Regions from separate parts of the Sus scrofa genome. Here region 2 is linked to region 1. A link is a contact called in public HiChIP or PLAC-seq data. All regions are on one chromosome and are shown on one strand. The core of a region is the stretch at or near the end of the contact, and the rest is flanking DNA. Distances in the headings are between cores, read along the strand shown.

Region 1 (4,556 bases), core at 1,499-3,998:
GCCCTTACTCCCTTCTCCCTTACTCCTGTGCTCAGTGACTTGCATGCTTTGCACAGGTCACTTTAAAATCACAGACGACCAGCAGGCTCTCTGGTAGCCCCAAATGCTTTCTTAGATATTCTCTCAATATGCGGTTGCTGGGCATCCATGATGCACCTCAGCTTTGTCCCCCAAGATCCCAGCCAGGCAACTCTTGAGCTTGTCAGGCATGTTGCTTGTAGCCTAAGGTACTGGTCAGGGGTGCAGGCTGCACACTCGGACAGAAACCCTGGCTGGAAAGGAAACCCAGGCTCTAGACATGGGATCAGGGAGGCAGGAAGAAGCACAGAAGGCACTGTCCACCACCGGCAGCTGGACGCTGCCACTCGCCTGTGGCCATGGATTACTGCCTGCACTCTTGATGTCATGCTGCCACCAACACTAATCTATCTTTCTTCGCATTTGTGGGTCACTTCCCCAGGTGGCAGAGAAAGGGAACACCTGCCTCGTCTCAACTTCCAAGGAGGTGGAACTCCTTAGATGAGCCCTACAACCAAGATACAGAGGATATCCAGTGGCTGTGTAGGCCAAAAAGAAAAAGAAAGAAGTCACCTCACATGGAGATGGCTAGAAGAGGAATAGAACCATAACTCAGAATGTTGTAATAGTTCTGGGATCTACCCCCATTTGCTCTCCTCACAGAAGCATTTCTTTCCTCTCTCCTTATATCTTTTTTTTTTTTTTTTGTCTTTTGTCTTTTTAGGGCCCTCCCCACAGCGTATGGAGGTTCCCAGGCTAGGGGTAGAATCGGAGTTACAGCTGCCGGCCTACACCACAGCCCCAGCAACGCCAGATCTGAGCCAAGTCTGTGACCTACACCACAGCTCACAGCAATGCTGGATCCTTAACCCACTGAGCGAGGCCAGGGATCGAACCTGCAACCTCGTGGTTATTAGTTGGGTCCATTTACCACTGAGCCACGATAGCAACTTCAATCTCTCCTTATATCTTTAACCCGGCAGATAGAGGAACTTTCTCACCTTTCTGTCACTAGTATTCCCCTCTATCCAAGCTTTTCTTTCAAAGCTGGCATCCCCCACCAGGCTCGGTGATACCCCCAAGCTGTTCCAACCTTTGGACAAAGCCTCAATTCTCTGTGCTCCATCTGCTCTGCTCTGGACACTTTTCTACAGACCCCAGGGAACCAAAGTTCTGAGGACCAGGTCCCTCCCTGTCCATCATTCTGCTTTCCTCTCACAGCCCCAAGAACTAATCTCATGCTTTACCTGGGCCCCTTCCTCTTCCGCCCCCGACAGAGACACACACACAAGCACCAGTCAGGAGTCGACGCTTCACCATGGGTATCCAGGGGCTGGGAATGCATAGTCTCATCCTCCATGCCTTCCACACAGCCAGCTGTTTTCTTTCTTTAAGGTGCCAACTGTTTCTGAGGCTGAAAAGTCCCTAGCTCTATCTGCGCCCCAAGGAACTTCCATTTCTTGCCCAAGACTTTAGAATTCCTCAACATCTGTATGAATTACCAGGAAAAAGGGACAGGTGTCATTTCTCTGATGGGTGCTCTGAGAGGACAGCACCCACCCTGATCAGCCACAGACATAGTCAACCTCCCATTGTAATGACCATCTTTCACAGGGGTGGGGACAACATGCTTCCTCATACTTATGAATACTCTTAGGTACTACAGATTTTGTATATCATTCTGAGCTACTGTCTGAAAACTGCTACAAATAGATATGTGGTAGTTCAGGGTCAGGCCTTTTTTTTTTTTTTTTTGGGGCACCTGCAGCATGTAAGTTCCTTGGTGAGGGGTTGAATCAGAGCTGCAGCTGCTGGCCTATGCTACAGTCACAGCAACAAGGGATCCAAGCCTCATTTGCGACTTACACCACAGCTCACGGCAACATCAGATCCTTAACCCACTGAGTGAGGCCAGGAATTAAACCCACATCCTCATGGATACTAGATGGATTCTTAACCCACTGAGCCACAATGGGAATTCCCAGGCATTTTTTATTTTCATTAATCACAAAGGTGCAAAGGCATGGAGGTACTGACAGATAAAAATGGGCATTGCACAGATGGACAGAGGCTGTCAGAGGTCATCTCACCACCATCTCTCACACAAAGTGTATGTAAGCCCAGCCTTTCTGCCTCTGCCCACGTGACTCTCCTCACGGGGAATGCCTCTACCTTCTCACTGCTCATTTAAGGTCCACCTTCTCTGGGAAACCCAGCCTGAACGTTCCTCTTGCCATGTACGCCCCTTGTCCCTGAACGCTACTGCACCTAGTCGGCCTCTGTCAATGTTAAACCTCTACTCAGTCTCCACGATCTTATGTCCTGTGTCACTGCATCATAAGCAGCTTGCATGCAGGGACCAAGCCGCCTATTTTCCATGCATATTCTCCCTCCCACACACCTAGCACAGTGCTGAGCAAATAGCTACCTGATAGCTTTGCTGCTCTGGGCGCTGGTTCTGCAGAGGTTCTAAAGTGCTCTATGAGAACTAGAAAGGCAAGGTCAGAATACTCTGGGTGAAAGTGGGGTCTGAGTCACCAACAGTGCCCCTGCTAAGACACGAAGGCTGCCTTACAGCAAACGGCGGCTCAGAAGTAAGGCGGATGCACTACTGCCCCTGATCCTGCCCGGAGGCCTAGTTCTTGTGGACAGGAGATAGGAATGCCGCCCAGCTCCAGGGCACGCAGAGGGGCAGAGGAGTCACAGGGCCCGAGGCGGGGCCCAGCCTTGAGCAAGAGGACATCTCTGGCTTCCCCTTTTCCTTCCCCTGCAGCCCTGAACAATGGGGGCTGCGCCTAATGACCAGAGGGCGCCTCGACATCAAGGGGCTGGCATTTAAACACAACGGGGACCCAGAGGTGCAGCTAGCCATAGGTGACCCCCACCAGCCAGATGCCGGCTCCCGGCTCCCTGGACAGAGTGTGCGTCTACTCCCCACTCCTCAGCCCACCCTGGGCTGCAGAGCCTTGACACGTACCCACTTGGCGATGGGGCAGCCACGTGAGCTCTTCCCTCCTTCCCCGTGTAGATGACCTTCTCGATCCGGATGGCCTTCCCCTTCTCTCCGTACCTGGAGAGGGAGACAGAAGCCACCATTAGCAAGTAGAAGCCCAAAGGAGAGAACTCCCGGTACGAAGGCAAGCCTCTCGAGACTGCGGGGCAACAGAGATGGGAGAGACAGGTTTACATGCTTCCTCTGTGTTAGAGCCTCTGGGGTCACAGCTCCACTTACGGCCTCCCAGGGCCTCCGGTCAGAGACCCAGGCAGAAGGTCTCTGACTATGACTTAGGAGCCTCCAGGAAGGGCACTCATACCAGAGGCTCAACACAGGCATGTGCATCCAGCCCTGTTAGCTAAGTCACCCCGAGGGTTAGTTATAAATTCAATAAAATGCCACAGACAAAAGAAAAGAAACGGAGAAACCCTTATTATTCTCTTTCAACAATTCCCAACTGACACTTGCACAGATGAGGTCAGACAGCTGAGGTCGAGGGAGGTGAACCTATGTACAAACTGCCTCACGATTTCCTTGGACAGTAAACACGCCTGGTTCCTGCGCGTGCCCCATCCCTGGCCCTCACACCCGTGCACATACACACTCCAGGATTCTGAAAGCATCGAGGTAACTGCACCATGTTCTGAGGTGAGGAAGCTGAGGCCCCCAGAACGGAACTGAGCTGCCCGAGGCCACACAGCTCCCTGGGGCAGTTCAAGTGCAGCCCTGCAAGTCAGAGAGCCAGTCTGAAAGACAGCCCAGCCGCTTTCTTGTTACAGGACTGTGGCCAAATGACTAAACTCTCAGCCTCAGTTTCCTCATCTATAAAATGGGGATAAAAATGGTTGGGAAAAGATCAAGCAAGATAATCCACAGGGAGTGTATCAAAGTACTCTGACGTTCCTGGCTTCAGGGAGGAACCCAATAAACATTAACTATTCTTAATAATGTCAACAGCCATCTTGCTGAACTGCCTTATTTTTTAAGTTTTTTGGTTTCAAGTACAATATCATACCATCTGCGAATAATGGTTATTTGCCACTTCTTCCTCTCCTATGCCTCTATCTCAGCCTGTCTGGAGAGGCCAGCACTTCCAAAGTGTTAGCTTTGCTTATTTCCCACTTCACTGGAAATGTTTCTAACTATTCATCGCTGCACATGAAGCTCGCTGACTTGGGGATAGAGACAGAGCTTCCCCTTACTGTGAGGGGCTCTACTAATAAGAGTTTCCTGTTCTGAGGATTTTTAATCAAGAATTGTTTATCAAATATGTTTTTTAGGATCTAAGGACATGGATGACCCAATGGTTTTTCTCCTTTGGCCAATTACTATGGTATGGTATTTTAATAGACTGTCTAAATCAAACTGTCCTTACATTTCTGTAACAAATCCAATTTGGTCATGGCATATTGTTGTAACATACTATTTAATAGAGGGTAATGTTATCATAGCTGTTGCTGTTATCCATATTCTTTACATAAATGCATATACAGTGCCACATAGTTCTTTATCTCACCCACTCCACTTCTAGGAATCTCTATTA
Region 2 (4,556 bases), core at 1,540-4,039, 210 kb after region 1:
AACGAGGGATCCGAGCCGCGTCTGCAACCTACACCACAGCTCATGGCAAGGCTGGATCCTTAACCCACTGAGCAGGTTGCCAGGGATTGAACCCGCAACCTCATGGTTCCTAGTCGGATTTCTTAACCACTGCACCACAACGGGAACTCCTGGAGTTCTCTTTTTGAGAAGTCCCCAAAATATCAGGATTCTTATGCATGCCAGGAGTCCATCTTTCCCATTCACCTGACAAGCCTGCTCAGAACCCAAGAGTCTCCAGTTTCTGGAGGGACCAGGCAGAGAAAAAAGAAAAATATTTCGATTCTAGCCAGAACCATAATTTACCAAATTGCTGTTAGGTCATAAGCACCTTGAGGGGAAGGGCTTCTCTATATCTGGAAAACACAGATCGAAACCAGTAATGTTCCAGACAAAATAAACCGTAAACATTATAACCACATTCACCACTTCACTCAGTAACTAATCCTTTTGTTAACTTTTTATAAGTTGTTAGGGAACTATTGACCAAAACTGCCTGCTTTGGCCAGGCAAGATAATAACTGCTTGCATGAGTCACAACGAAAGGCTCCAGAGGAAACACAGCGCTTCCCCCTAAACTAACTAGAATTCAGGAGGGTCCAGTAGGAGGGAGGAGACAACCAACTTCCCAGGATCCTTGGCGCTGGAATCCATCTTGGCTGAGAGAAGCTCGGGCCACCAGGAAGGACCCTGAGTCACACCAGGCAAGATGATTGGCCAGAGCTAAGACAGAAACTAACCCTATTTCCATAAAACTTGAGGCTGTGAGCCATGTGGCAGAGTTCTCCTAGGTTCCCTCGCCATGCTGCTCTCTGCCCAGGTACCCCTTCTCAATAAAGTCTTTTGCTTTGTCAGCATGTGTGTCTCCTCAGATAACTCATTTCCAAGTGTTAGACAATAGCCCACTCTCAGGCCCTGGAAGGGGGTCTCTCTTCCTGTGACAGGATTAGGCCTTCCATTAGGATTCTTTAATTTCTTACCCACTTCAGCAGTATTATCTGAAATTTATCAGTGACCTGTTATTTGTCCAAAGATCCTTCCTATGAATCCTCTTAAAGATGAAGTACTTTTGCAAAAGCATCAGAGAAAAACAATAACTGTTTCTAGCAAGACAAAAGACGTTAAAGGGCACAGTTCAACACCGTATCACAATGTAATCGATAAAGAAACTTGGTTACAATAACTAGAATTATGACTGATTATAATCTGAATCCTTGACAACCTTAATCTCAGGCAAAAAAACCAAGAAGCAAGCAATTGTGCATTTTCTAATTGGGAGACTTCTACTTTAGTCTTCCTCTGCTAAGGAGGCAAAGATAGGTGTACTTATACCCACTCAGCAATTAATGTTCCAAAATTTATTCTATTTGAAATGACCCAGACAGTCAATAAATTCTCTATTTTTTTTTTTTTTGGTCTTTTTAGGGCCACACTAGCAGATTATGGATGTTCCCAGGCTAGGGGTCAAATTGGAGCTGTAGCTGCTGGCCTATGTCATAGCCACAGCCACACGGGATCTGAGCTGTGTCTACGACCTACGCCACAGCTCATGGTGATGTCAGATCCTTAATCCACTGAGTGATGTCAGGGATTGAATCTGCTTCCTCATGGATGCTAATTGGGTTGATTAACTACTGAGCCACAACGGTCACTCCAGTCAATAAATTCTCTTCATGTAACTTGGTTTAGTTTCAAACTAACCAAAAGCTGAAGAGGCTATTATAGATAGACATTCCCAAAATAAGTATTTCTATAGTTCACCTAAAATCTTTTTCCTCCTTTACTCTTAGAGATTAAAGTTCCAGAAATCCCAGGAAGATCACTTACATCTCAAAAGCAGGAGAAATACCAGTTCCTTCTAGAGAGCTAGTAGCCAGTTACAAAATCTCACCTTGATAGACTAGAAGAGCCATTGGGGGCCATTGTTCTCCAGATCTCTTGGCAGCCCCTACTCATGAAGGGTAGTCACAAAGACCCCACATACTAGAGGACAGCTACTTGGAGATTTCCCCCAAAACTTATGGGATCAATCCTGGAAAATTTGGACCCCATGTGTTAGTGGACACCACTAAGGTTGTTTCCATGTCTTGGCTATTGTAAATAGTGCTGCTATGAACACTGGGGTGCATGTATCTTCTTGAATTATAATTTTCTCCAGATATACTCCCAAGAGTGGGATTGCTGGATTATATAGTAATTCAATTTTTAGTTTTCTGAGGAACCTCCATACTGTTTTCCATAGGGGTCACATGAACTTACACGCCCACCAATAGTGTAGGAGGGCTGCCTTTTCTCCATACCTTCTCTAGCATTTGTTATTTGTAGACTTTTACATGATAGCCATTCTGGAAAGTCCAGAAATTTTTATTTGTGATACTGCATTATTATTCATCTCTATGTAAATGGCCACATACATAGTTTTAATTTTCTCACATCCTCTCCTTCTTGTACCTACTAAGAGGTAATCTTCTGTGATTAATTTTTAAACTGTACAGCCTTTAAAATCAAACTGTGTGTATATTTACTATTCTGTTCCTTAAAAAAAAAAAACAACCCCAAAGCTTTACCACTTATTTGGATAATTCTGTGCATTTATTCCTACCTTATTGAGTGTCAGGCGCTTATTTTGGGAGCTGAAAATACAAGGGTGAACTAGCCAAAAAGTTGCAGTTTTCACAGAATATACTTTATATACACACACTAGAAGTCAACAGGACAATTTAGCCAAGATAGTGCTATGTGCAGACAGTTAAGAAGGGGGTGTGGTAGAGTGATAAGGGAGGTGTTTTAGGTGGGGTTGTCAGGGAAAACCTTTGCTAACTGCCAGGTGCCAGATTCACCTTGGTCCTCAGCCTAGAAAACCTCTCCTGAGTCATTTGGTACCACTAAACTCCCCTTTTCTAAACTGTTGCTTTCCTTGGTTTCAGTGACAAGATAGCAGTGACTCATCTTGTCCTCACTGTCTCTTGGTTTCCTCCTACCTCTCTGACCTTCCCCTTTCAGCCTTTATTGCAGGCACATCTTCCTCTGTCCACCCTGTTGGGCAGCACAACCATCTGCCTTGGCAGCTGGAAGAAGAGCTCGACTGCTGGCTCCCTCTGCTGAGAGTCCTTGCTTGTATTCAGACCTTAGGCACAAGGGGACACTGGGGTGGTGGCACAGGCCCAGGGTACAATGTCTGAATCAAGGCGTTGAGCTGGTTTCCGACAAGGTGGAGGTTAGGGCACAGATCCAACAGGCTTTCTAACACATGACTCAATACAAGATCCCATGGTTATTCATGTTACAAGGCTGGATTCCAGATCCGAGAGGCACAATGAGTAATACCAAGCATATCCTGTAAGCTGAGGCCCAGCTTTTAACGCCATGCAAGCAAAGGTTAACCAAAACATTCAACTCTGGATTAAGGAGTAAAGATTTCTAAACAACAGTCATCAAAACCGTATGATACTGGCACAAAGACAGAAATATAGTTCAGTGGAACAGGATAGAAAGCCCAGTATTAAACCCATGCACCCACAGCCAACTAATCTACGACAAAGGAGGCAAGAATATACAATGGAGAAAAGACAGCCAGTGCAATAAGTGGTGCTGGGAAAACTGGACAATCACATGTAAAAGAATGAAATTAGAACACTCCCTAGCACCATACACAAAAATAAACTCAAAATGGATTAAAGACCTAGATATAAGACCAGACACTATAAAACTTAGAGGAAAACATGGGCCAAACACTCTGACATAAACCATAGCAACATCTTCTCAGATCCACCTCTTAGAGTAATGACAGTAAAAACAAAAATAAACAAATGGGACCTAATTAAACTTAAAAGTTTCTGCACAGCAAAGGAAACCCTAAACAAAACTGAAAGACAACCCACAGAATGGGAGAAAATATTTGCAAATAAATCATCTGACAAGGGATTAATCTCCAAATTTTATAAATACCTCCTACAGCTCAATAACAAAAAAACAAACAACCCCATCAAAAAATGGGCAGAAGATCGAAACAATTCTCCAAAGAAGACATATGGATGACCAAAAAACACAGGAAAAGATGTTCAACATCAATCATTATTAGAGAAATGCAAATCAAAAGAGTATGACTTCTCACTCAAATCTGGAACAAGACAGGGATGCCCACTCTCACCACTGCTATTCAACATAGTTTTGGAAGTCCTAGCCACAGCAATTCGACAAACAAAAGAAATAAAAGGCATCCATATAGGAAGAGAAGAGATAAAACTGTCACTGTATGCAGATGACATGATACTATACATAGAAAACCCTAAGGACTCAACCCAAAAACTACTTGAACTGATTAATAAATTCAGCAAAGTAGCAGGATATAAGATTAACATTCAGAAGTCAGTTGCATTTCTATATACCAGCAATGAAATATCAGAAAAGGAATACAAAAATACACCTTTAAAATTGCACCTCAAAAAATCAAATACCTTGAAATACACCTGACCAAGGAGGTAAAGGACTTATATGCCAAGAATTATAAAACTTTAATCAAAGAAATCAAAGAAGAT

Evidence for each region. HiChIP or PLAC-seq counts read pairs in DNA pulled down with a chosen protein or histone mark.
Region 2: an H3K27ac HiChIP or PLAC-seq map of alveolar macrophages shows a contact between it and region 1. The contact joins two enhancer-like sites. A contact is called at or near these places in 1 of 47 Hi-C or Micro-C datasets (retroperitoneal adipose tissue) and 1 of 2 datasets of contacts at active chromatin or transcription factors (alveolar macrophages).

The regions. Positions count from the first base shown.
Region 1 is chr3:68,939,738-68,944,293 of Sscrofa11.1, forward strand. TET3 (methylcytosine dioxygenase TET3) reads right to left here. Exons shown (of 12, transcript XM_021087365.1): 5 at 3,036-3,088; 6 at 2,996-3,033. Among named protein-coding and RNA genes, the nearest start is that of BOLA3, 59 kb to the left of the region's middle. Within about 2 kb of position 2,749, at least 2 of the 83 cell types and tissues checked have an H3K27ac peak or open chromatin away from gene starts, as enhancers often do. A contact at or near this core is called in alveolar macrophages, where this site is marked.
Region 2 is chr3:69,145,867-69,150,422 of Sscrofa11.1, forward strand. No RefSeq gene overlaps it. Among named protein-coding and RNA genes, the nearest start is that of ACTG2, 27 kb to the left of the region's middle. Within about 2 kb of position 2,790, at least 14 of the 83 cell types and tissues checked have an H3K27ac peak or open chromatin away from gene starts, as enhancers often do. A contact at or near this core is called in alveolar macrophages, where this site is marked.